Linked DNA regions of Mus musculus: all the other regions are linked to region 1. A link is a contact called in public HiChIP or PLAC-seq and promoter capture Hi-C data. All regions are on one chromosome and are shown on one strand. The core of a region is the stretch at or near the end of the contact, and the rest is flanking DNA. Distances in the headings are between cores, read along the strand shown. Region 1 holds the start of Mrps5 (mitochondrial ribosomal protein S5). Region 2 overlaps Kcnip3 (Kv channel interacting protein 3, calsenilin). Region 3 has its middle 6.5 kb from the start of Gm22889.

The links. Promoter capture Hi-C pulls out the DNA fragments that hold promoters and counts their contacts. HiChIP or PLAC-seq counts read pairs in DNA pulled down with a chosen protein or histone mark.
Region 2: a contact with region 1 is called in a promoter capture Hi-C map of neural stem cells. The contact joins the enhancer-like site here to the promoter of Mrps5 in region 1. A contact is called at or near these places in 1 of 39 promoter capture datasets (neural stem cells), 1 of 484 Hi-C or Micro-C datasets (bone marrow-derived macrophages), 9 of 115 datasets of contacts at active chromatin or transcription factors (bone marrow-derived macrophages, differentiating embryonic stem cells, embryonic forebrain and 4 more) and 4 of 9 other capture datasets (adipose tissue, liver, macrophages and 1 more).
Region 3: a contact with region 1 is called in an H3K27ac HiChIP or PLAC-seq map of trophoblast stem cells, with 2.7 times the contacts expected there. The contact joins the enhancer-like site here to the promoter of Mrps5 in region 1. A contact is called at or near these places in 8 of 39 promoter capture datasets (the HPC-7 cell line, cranial neural crest, embryonic stem cells and 4 more), 2 of 15 datasets of contacts at CTCF or cohesin (both in embryonic stem cells), 4 of 484 Hi-C or Micro-C datasets (embryonic stem cells and reprogramming fibroblasts), 24 of 115 datasets of contacts at active chromatin or transcription factors (the SCID.adh cell line, T-cell acute lymphoblastic leukemia, bone marrow-derived macrophages and 11 more) and 4 of 9 other capture datasets (adipose tissue, embryonic stem cells, liver and 1 more).

What each region holds. Positions count from the first base shown.
Region 1 is chr2:127,586,026-127,589,321 of GRCm38.p6, reverse strand. It overlaps Mrps5 (mitochondrial ribosomal protein S5), which reads right to left and starts at 1,896. Exons shown (of 12, transcript NM_029963.2): 1 at 1,837-1,896. The coding sequence starts at 1,894. It also overlaps a transcript of Zfp661 not described here.
Region 2 is chr2:127,460,710-127,464,005 of GRCm38.p6, reverse strand. The region is part of intron 5 of Kcnip3 (Kv channel interacting protein 3, calsenilin); the gene reads left to right. Among named protein-coding and RNA genes, the nearest start is that of Fahd2a, 18 kb to the right of the region's middle. Within about 2 kb of position 1,540, at least 11 of the 459 cell types and tissues checked have an H3K27ac peak or open chromatin away from gene starts, as enhancers often do. A contact at or near this core is called in neural stem cells, where this site is marked.
Region 3 is chr2:127,682,479-127,685,774 of GRCm38.p6, reverse strand. No RefSeq gene overlaps it. Among named protein-coding and RNA genes, the nearest start is that of Gm22889, 6.5 kb to the right of the region's middle. Within about 2 kb of position 1,689, at least 58 of the 459 cell types and tissues checked have an H3K27ac peak or open chromatin away from gene starts, as enhancers often do. A contact at or near this core is called in trophoblast stem cells, where this site is marked.

The sequences.
Region 1 (3,296 bases), core at 647-3,146:
AAACAAAAATTTACTTCTTGTTTCTGTGATAACATATCCAGGCATAAGGAACTTAAGGGAGAAAGGGTTTATTGGGGCTCACAGTCCCAGAGAGATTCAGACCACCATGGAAGAGAAGTCATGGCAGCAAGCAGTGAAGACATGGCGGCAGAAAACCACATCCACACCCCGGAAGCAGGTGATCAGGCGTGGAAGGCAGGTGATGAAGCTCCCTAGCCCACCTCCACAGACTCACTACCTCCAGCATGGCTCCGGCTCCTAAGCATCCATAACCCATGGCTCTACCGACAGGATCCAAGCCTTCTAACACTCGAGCGTGCAGCTCAGTTGTAGAGCATGTGCCTAGCATGCACACGGTTAGATCAAGTGTTTCCCTCTAATCTAGGAAATTCATGGTCAAGAACCACACAATCAAGTTACAGGCGCACACAGACAAAAGATTTGAACAGATATTGCTTCAAGAACATACACACATGGCTATTAAGCGCATGGAAACGAGCCCATTAGAAATCAAAGCCACAAAATTAGTATATCGTCACAGCTTGGTTCTCTGAACAGGACAGACAATAACAAGTGCTGGCAAAGAGAAACTGAAGCCCCTACACAGTGCCGGTGGAGCTGTAAAATGGTACAGCTACTTGGTAGTTAGTTCCTTAGTTAAACACTGAGGTGTCACTTCAACCAGCAATTCCACCCAGGAAATACCCACAAGAGGACGGACATGTGCACAGACAGAAGCACAGCATCCAAATGTTTTAACATCAGTCCTAACAGCCAAAAGATGGAAACGGCTCAAACGTTCATCCGCCAATGAGTGGATAAACAAAATGTGGTGTAATGGACACAAGAGTATTATTGGCTCACAAGCAACATGGGACTGGTATGTCACAGCAGGGACAAATCCTGACAACACAGCATTATTGGCAGATGCCAATCGTAGAAACCAGATGCCCAGAACAGACAAGCTATGGACAGATGGGAAATAGATCAGTAGTCTCCCAGTGTTGACGGCTAGTGAGAGATGGCGAGGGGTGGGGGCAACAGTTAAAAGGTACAGTTGTTTTTTCTTTTGGAGTGATGAAAATGTTCTCAAACTGACTGTGATGATAAATGCACCGTCTACAAAAACACTAAAACAAAACCTTTGAAGTGTACACTTTAGATAGATCACCTGCGAGCGCTAGTGAATGTTACAACTTACTATGGACAGAGGCCTTAATGAGATGGTTTCAACGCCGGCAAAACAAACGAAGGCTCAAGTCACATACCCTATCAAGTGATTTCAGGTTAAATATTGCAACAAAATGAACTTTCTGGACCAGGACCTTGAGCACAATGTCCAGCGCGAAGCTATTCCTACAAGCCAACGCCATGCTAGAGATCGGCACACAACTGAAAAGGGCGGCAGGAAGACGGTGACAGCAAAAGTATATTCTGGCAAACGGATCGGCCCAGACGCTAAAATGACAGCTAGTTAATCTAACAGACTCAGTAAGAGTCTGTTAGACTTTTTGCTGGCGGCACTCTGACTCGAGACAGGGATTGACATCACCCTATGAACCACAGACTATGCTTGCTACATTCGCTCCTCCTCACAGAGTGGGCCTGAACGGTCTCCCTGGCCGAAAGCACACTGCCCAGTTCACTCCTTATACTCTCAAACGGCGCGACCAGAGAGGGACAGAAGGCGCGCAAGGTCACACAGCCGGCCGGACCCGAATGGGAGACTGAGATCAAGGACTCGGCGACTTCTCGCGTTCCTGGAGCCTAGACTCGACAGACCCGAGGGAAAGACCCCTGCTCGCGCGCGCTTTCGGTCCGGGTCCCAGGGCTCACCTGCCTGCAAGCTACACAATGCAGGGAGACAGCCTGCAGCGCGTACGGCCGCCGCCATGCTGGAGCCGGAGCAGCGACTCCGCCTGTCTCTGGAACCGCCTTCCTCACCGCCTGCAGCAACGAGCTGCGACCGCGCCTTGTCACAAGTTCGTCGTCAGCGCAGAGAGGTGTGCTGAGGCTCGAGGGCCACCATTCAGCGCACACGGAAAACTGCCCTCGTGGACCACAGAGGAAACTGAGTCAGGCTCAGCCTCGGACAGCTGCTCAGGGGTCCTCGCGCTAGGACCCCGGGCAGGGGCGGGGCGAGGGCGGGGCTAGCTCTGGGCTCTTTTCTCTGATAGTAGCCTAATGGATCACATCTCACCAGTAGCAGGCTTGACCTGGCAAAGTCAGTTCTGCGGAACCGGGAAAGAGTCTGGGAACATCGGGAAGGAGCCCGGGGGTGAATGAGACAAAGTGTGGGAAGTCCGTAAAGGCCCAAAGTTTATTAAACATATGTTGCCTTTGTTGTGTATTCATGGTACAGGTTGTTCACACACAGTCATGTTCCAGCCCGAGGCCACGGGTTTTACCCCACCTGCTCATGGCTTTACACTATCCATGCTTGCCCAAATGAGTCACATATGATGGTTCTGGACTCCTCCCCTGAAACTTTAAGCCTGCAATAAACTGTTTCTGTGTTGCCCTGGTCATGGTGTTTTGTCACGGCAATAGAAAGTAACACAGGGGCTTTCTTCATTAGCTTCTTGGGATTATCATTTAAGGCTTCTACCTTTCCTGAGGGCAGTGGTTGTTGGGCAAGCCACATTTGCTACCTAATGTCTTGGTCATGATTCGAAACACCTGCAGTCTCTGAGCAAGTTCAGAATTGCTTGTGAGAGTGCCTTGGCTACTTTGTAAGTCTTTGCAGCACAGGCTGGGGAGGCTTTAGTTCATTCAGTAAGGATATCCATGAAGACCTATAGGCAGCTGAAGACGTGGCAAGACTTGGTAAACTATGTCCTCCAAATCTGTCACAGGTTCGTGACCATGTCTGAGCACATACCATGCAGCCCCCAAGAAACTCAGGAGCAGACTGGAAGAATCATTTTCCTGAGAAGAGGTGATTGTATGTTTCTCCTGACCTTGTCCAACCAAAGTATCACAGGGCTCTTTTACAAGCTCTCTGGGAACATAGTTGAGGATTTCTGTATGCAGCCATCCTTCAGAATTGCAGAAGAACCCTTTCACAGCTGCCCTTTTCACTGCCTTAGGGGCAGACCGAGGCTTACAAGAGATCCATGAGACTGACAGAGGCGAAAGGGATCAACAAAAATTAGACAGCAGTGCTGAGACCTTGGCAGCCTAGTGATATGATTTATTCCCTCTACTGACAAGCCACCCATTTAGTGCCCCCTGTAGCCGACATAGCAACACTGGAGAGTTTCTGGATGCCATGCACGAGAGACAAAACCTGTGGT
Region 2 (3,296 bases), core at 291-2,790, 120 kb after region 1:
ACTGATACACTGGATGGGCCCGGGAGCCCGGGCTTGGCTCTATGACCACAGCCCCCGCCCCAACCAGAAGAGCCATCTCCTCTGTATACACACGGTGTTGGGTGTTGTTGCTGCTTATTTTCATTAATGCCTCAAACACCAAAGTTATTGTAGACAGAAAAGACAATAAGAACAGGGAGCTAGTGGGGAGCTGTGTGGCCTCCCAGGCTTCCCCTGTGACCTGTTCCTGGGGTTCCCCCCCCCCCCGAGACCACACAGAGTTCTGGAGCAAGCATGGACAGGAATCCAGTGAGGAATCCAGCCATGACTACATGGGAGAGCTTTACTTAGCCATCAGTGAGCCCTTCAGTCAGTTTCCAAGGATTCCTTGATGTGTCCATGGACCAGGAAGGGCATAGTGCCTACCGCCTCCTATGACTGTCACTTGCCTGTGGACCCTTCCCATATGACACAGAGGGGATCTTGGGGTAGGTGATATGTCTGGGAAGCAGGGTATGTTTGTGGCTGAAGCGGAGCCTCTGGCACCTTCTAGGTCACCCAGTACTGCTATCTTCCAGTCTTCCACACGCTCCTCTGTGTGCGAAACACATCCCAGTCTCCTGAGGAACTTTCTGGCTGTGACGTTCTCCTCTAAGAAGTTTGCTGCAGGAAGGGAAGGGCACAACTCAGCATCATGCCTTAGAACCTTACAGGAAAAAAAAATCACAACATCCCATCCCTTGACAAAATGAGGATGGCAACATTAAAACTGTCGAACCCCTGCCGGGCGGTGGTGGTACACACTTTTAATCCCTGCACTTTGGAGGCAGAGGCAGGCAGATTTCTGAGTTTGAGGCCAACCTGGTCTACAAAGTGAGTTCTAGGACAGCCAGGGCTATACAGAGAAACCCTGTCTTGAAAAAAACCAAAACCAACCAAACCAAAACAAAACAAAACAAAAAACTGTCGAACCCCGGTAGAGCCAAGTGGATGTGGTCCCAGGTCCCTCCCGCAGGCAGTGCTGGACGTGGATGAGCCTCCCGGTCCATGACACAAAGTCCCTTTCTAATTCAGCTAGTGCAACTTATGAGAGAGGCACATTGCTTCCCAAACACTTCAGTAACTGTGGATGCCTCCCGGGTTCCCAGCTTGGAAGTAGCACTGGACAAGCTGCTCATTGGGAGAGTGAAGCCATAGAATGTCTAGAGGTGTGGCCACTTCCTTGTACTGTATGCCGAACCCTAAGCCTATGGTGGCTTCTGTGACACTGACCGAGTTGGCCTCCCTACCGTTGGTGTTAACACTGCTATCACAGGTTGGCCTGCAGCCCATCAGTCACCCTTGGCAGCTTCATTGCGTTCATCCTTTGGGATTTTGCCTTTGAAGCCTGGGTGCCCGAAGTTAAGACTAGTGATGGTCACACGTGAAATTGTGCTGCTTCCCTTGACAAATGAGGTCCTCCAGAGGCCTCGCAGGGACAGTCAGTCCTCTGTTAGCTGCAGGCTGTGTGGCTAAATCCTCCTGTGACACTAGGAGGGTGCTACCGCCCTCTTGTGGTCTACTTGAGAAAGAGCCAGCCCAAGGTAGACACCGCACCCCTCAGCCTCTCACGGGGAAAGCCTGTGGAATGGGCAGGGTGGAGGTCATGCTTTCGGGGTGACTTTGAATCTTCTCTGCTTGGGTAAACCACACCCACACTTTGGTGATCATTCCTCAAGCTTAAGAGGGTAAGAAATGTCACCTTGCTTTTCCTTTGAAATGTTTTCATGATTTCCAAGACCAGAGGCAGACTTTGGGAAGATCCGGTGACCCCTACACCAAAGTTTTAGGCGCCAAGTCTCCTTTTACCGTTTCCATGACTCTCCTGGTCCATCCTGTTTAGATGTGATGTCACGAGCCTCCATGGGGAACACACCTTTCCCATCCCCCTCTAGCCAACTGACTGCAGGATTGTAATATGACGCAGAGAGAGAGTTCCAGCTCCCTCAGGCCCTCTTGGACCTCCTGTCAAGTCCCCTAGACTGGGGGATCCCTTTATCTCCTTCTTCCTGACTCTCTTATCAAGTGTGCATAGTCCAGCAGCACCTTGGAAATCGTATGTGAGAAGGGACTTTTGAGCCTCTGGGTATCTCTGGGTAACGCCATCTTTACCCTCACCCCCACCCCCCACCCCCGTCTGTATGTTACATGGACTAGACCTTCCAGGGAAGCTGTTTCTCAGGCCTCATCCCTCTAGGGCAGCTTGTCAACAGATGATTCTAATCAGGAGTGTGGGGACCTTATTGACAAGGATGGATGATGGATGGATGGATGATTGATATTGATTGGTTTTCCCAGTTGACTTTGTGTTTATCTCTGGAAACACTCTCTTGGCAGCCAGTTTTGCTCAGCCTCACCAGGACCTGTGCCCATGGGCTCGGCTGGAGCTGATCTCGCAGTCCCGGGGAGGGGGTGGGGCCTGGGAACTCTTTCTATTTCTCTGACTCACTTTGCTGCGTTTTCTCTAGTTCCGCCTGGAGTTTCTGTCCTGGCAGCACTGTCCCTTGGGAGGTATCTCTCTCGACCTCTCCCCTTCCCACCCCGTCTCTCTTCAGTTCCTTGCTCCTCCAAACCGTTTTTTTTTTCTTGCGGTTGTTGTTTTTGATCCCTAACAACCAGTTCTCTCTGGTTTTGGGTTATTTCTCTCTCTTCTCTTTAAACAGCATCCTATTTTTATTGTAAGGCATGCTAGGGTCTAACCTCTGGGGTGTCTGTGTTTCTGTTATGTTTTTCCCCTTCTAGACTGTTCTGTTCCTTCCAGATTGCTTTTCTGTTTCTCGTGGTCCCTCCTTCTTGTGGTACGGCTCCTTGGGAGTAGGGACTGAGTCCTCGAGGATCTACTCTGTCCCTCTGCAGCCTCCAACTGCAGTCCACAGGGCATCCCCTTCCTCTCAGAATAGCCAAGAGCATCCTCGAGCCGGGGTGGGGGTGGGGGTAGGGTTGAGGGTGGGGGTGGGGGTAGGGCTTACCTCTCACACCTTCCAGGAGGTGGGGGAAGCACCTTTCCTTCAGGTGCTTTAATTAACAGCTGGGATTCATGTACAGCCAAAGGACCTTGGACGTGTAGATGCTTAGTAGACTGAAATAGAACACCCCTGTATATTGAAAGACCATCCCAGACAGCAGAAATGTACAAAATGAGCACAGGACGTCAAACTAACAGTTTAGTCTCTTTGCTTGACTCAGAATAGACTACCATGCACACATGCACACGAGCATGTGTGAGCGCGCACACACACACACGTGCATACACACGCACACACACACATTGCAATGTA
Region 3 (3,296 bases), core at 440-2,939, 97 kb before region 1:
GTCAGACTTCAGATAACCTACTTCCATGCTAACATTGTAACATGAGGCTTAACACACACACACTCAAACCCCCTGAAAGCTAGACCAATCTCTATATCCTCGTGGAAATCAAGATAACTCACAGTTTCCTCAGACAAGAGTGGAAGCCACACTAAATCCGACAAGAGTGAGGTGAACTAGTTACCTTTCTGTTACTAGGACAAAGCACCTGAGATAACCACCTTATAAAGAGTGAAGGTTTATTCTGCTCGCAGAGTTGGAAGCTTCCATTCAGAGCCAGTTGGCCCTGCTGCTTTTGGGGACTGTGGTGAGGATGCACACCGTGGCAAGATCCTTGCCACATGGCCTGGACAAAGAGGAGAGTAAGAGAGCCTGGGGTGTAGCTGAGTTGGTAGGATGCTTGCTTAGCATGTAGGAAGCCCTGGATTCAATTCCCAGCACCCTGCAGAACTGGGCACTGAGCCTCAGTCTGTGGGAGCTGATGTTAAGTCCAGGTGAATAGTATCCTAATTGTAACATACCCAGTTGGTGTCCCAGGACTTGGAACATGGGATTAGGGTAGCTTGAAGTGGAGGAATGTCATGATCTGGGAGTAGAGTGAAACACTGAGGCGGCAGCAGAAAGGACATGGGACTCCATTCCTGAGTCACTGCCTCACTCTTAGGGAGAAGGGAGTTCAGAGGTCCCGCAACATATGATGGGGCTATCCCCTAATGAGCCCATGGTGGCTAAAAATGCTGTACATGTCAAATGTACTTTCCTCAACCTAACATCCCAGCTTAACTTAGCTTTATGTGTTCAGAGCACTTACACCAGCCTGGAACACCGTACAGTCCACAGAATCCTCTAACATAAATCCGACTTTACAGTAAGCCAATGAGCATCTTCTGGAACTTATTTAGTACTGTGCACTGTAGGGTGTTTACCCCAACAATAGCATGGCTGACCACTGCTCACATTGTGTCATATGTTAGTATCCATCTCAAAGAAAAGATTTGTAACGACTTAAGCATGATTTCTACTGAATGTTTGCTGCTTTCCACCATGAGTGTGATCTTAGCCAAGCCGTGCTGAGCCACCATGACAAACGGTGTCCCTAACACCTGTGAGACAGAATAAACCCTCTGTCAAACACAGCCACTATTGTCTTCAATGCCCAGCCACCACGAATCTCCCCACTGTAGTGTTTTGCTGTGTGCAAACTGAAAAGTGGGGTGTCACCACACCGTCACTGGCAGGTAAGGTTTGAAGGCCCGTGGAAGAGACAGGTGTGGTGGTGCATGCCTGTAATCTCAGCACGTGGACGGTGGAGGAAGGAAGATCTGGAATTCAAGGTCATTCTCTCAACAACATACAAAGTTCAAGGTCAATGTGGGCTACGGGAGGCCCCTCCTCAAGAAAGAAAAGAGAGCCTATGGATTATTATCATTATGACTTACTTTTATTGAAGCAGCAGGAATCCACTAGGGTATATGGCTTAATTCTTAATTCTTCAGCCATGCTCAGGCTTCAGAATTAAGACTCCGTGAAGGTCGACATAAAACAGTAACCTCAGTGAAGCACAAGCTGGTTTTTAGAGCTTGGGTCAGTTACTAGATACTTCCACTAGGCGGCGAGCAGGCTCCACCATGATTCGGGAAAGCACAGACTAATCCAGGCACTACCCAATCAGAGCTCAAGAGTTGCGTGCTCCCCACCTCCACCTCAGAACTCTGGGGAATCAGCCAGTCAGTGCTGCCTCTGACTCTGGAGCTCACCCAGAAGTGATCCTCTCCCTTGAAGCTTTGCCTGTGCACATGAGGAAACCGAGGTCACAGGCAAAAGGTGAACTTGGCTTTGGCAAAGGTTGCAGGTTGGATCAAGAGTGATGGAAAGGAGATAGGTGTCACACGGAGATCCCTTCTGCGGTGTCCCTTGTCACTGTGGACTGGTGGCGGCTAAGGCCCTGCCATAGGGAAATGGCCAACTACACATGGAAGCCTGTGACTTCAGACGGAAGTCCCTTCTAGGCCACTCATCTACTACTTTGCGCTCAAAGGACATGAAATCTGGACTCTTGTTCCTGAACAGGACAGAAGTGCATGCTGGGAGTGCAAGGGGGGGGGGGGGCTCTAGGGAAAGCTGAGCAGTGAGTATGGGTGAAGTCCTGGAGTTACAGGGCAAGAACCACAGACGTGTACATATTGTTAAAAACTAACAATTCCTTCTATTGATCCTTTATTGTGCCCAGGCTTTCAGAAACTTCCAGAGGCCTGCCTCCGTTCCCCACCCAGCTCTGCAGTACCTCACACAGACGTGTTAGTGCTTCCAGCTGTGTTACCTGGTCCTACCCATGGCTGAAATTAAGTCCCTGAATCTGAGGAGGGGCCATTGTCAGGCACAGTGACATCACAGGTCTTGCACAGGGCCATGTCTTCTGCCTGCATTACCCATCATGGGAGGAGCAGTGAACACTGAGGAGAAGTGGCCAGAGCCTCTTGTGGGCTTGAGTACTTCTCCTGTGACTTTGATGTCTTTAAGAGTTACAAGCTAAGGGCCAGGTGTGGTGGCACACGCCTTTAATCCCAGCACTCGGGAGGCAGAGGCAGGCGGATTTCTGAGTTCAAGGCCAGCCTGGTCTACAAAGTGAGTTCCAGGACAGCCAGGGCTACACAGAGAAACCCTGTCTCGAAAAACCAAAAAAAAAAAAAAAAAAAAAAAAAAAAGAGTTAGTTACAAGCTGCCCTTTTGAATGTGTTGCTGTTATTAAGTTTGAACCCAGCTGGGCAGTGGTGATTCACACCTTCGATCCCAGAGCTTGGGAGGCGGAGGCAGGTGGATCTTCATGAATTTGAGCCCAGCCTGGTCTACAGAGTGAGTTCCAGGACAGCAAGGATTACACAGAGAAACCCTGTCTCCAAAATAAGTAAATAAAATGGCAGGCTTTTGCTGTGTGGGCTAGCTGCAATCCAGCCACCTGTCCATTAGGAAATGACTGTCAGAACGTTAGTGCCCTGGAAGGAGCTAAAACAGCCCTCCCTCCTCCCTTGTCACTGGGATCTCTCCCTGCAGGCAACACAAGGTGGCATTCTCAGAGTCTCCAAGAGAAAAGGTAAAAGGGGCTTCTGAATGAAGGACTGCCATCATCCCAAAGTCCTGTTAGCCCAGAGATCTCAAGGACCCTGGGGTCTGCCTGACGGACGACCTGGGGCTTTGGCCAGGCAGCCTTGGGAAAAGCCTCAAGAAACCTTCTCTTATTGTAGTGGAGCCCCCATCTTTGCAAGGAACTGGGGAGCCTTGAGGTGTGGCATCGTGCA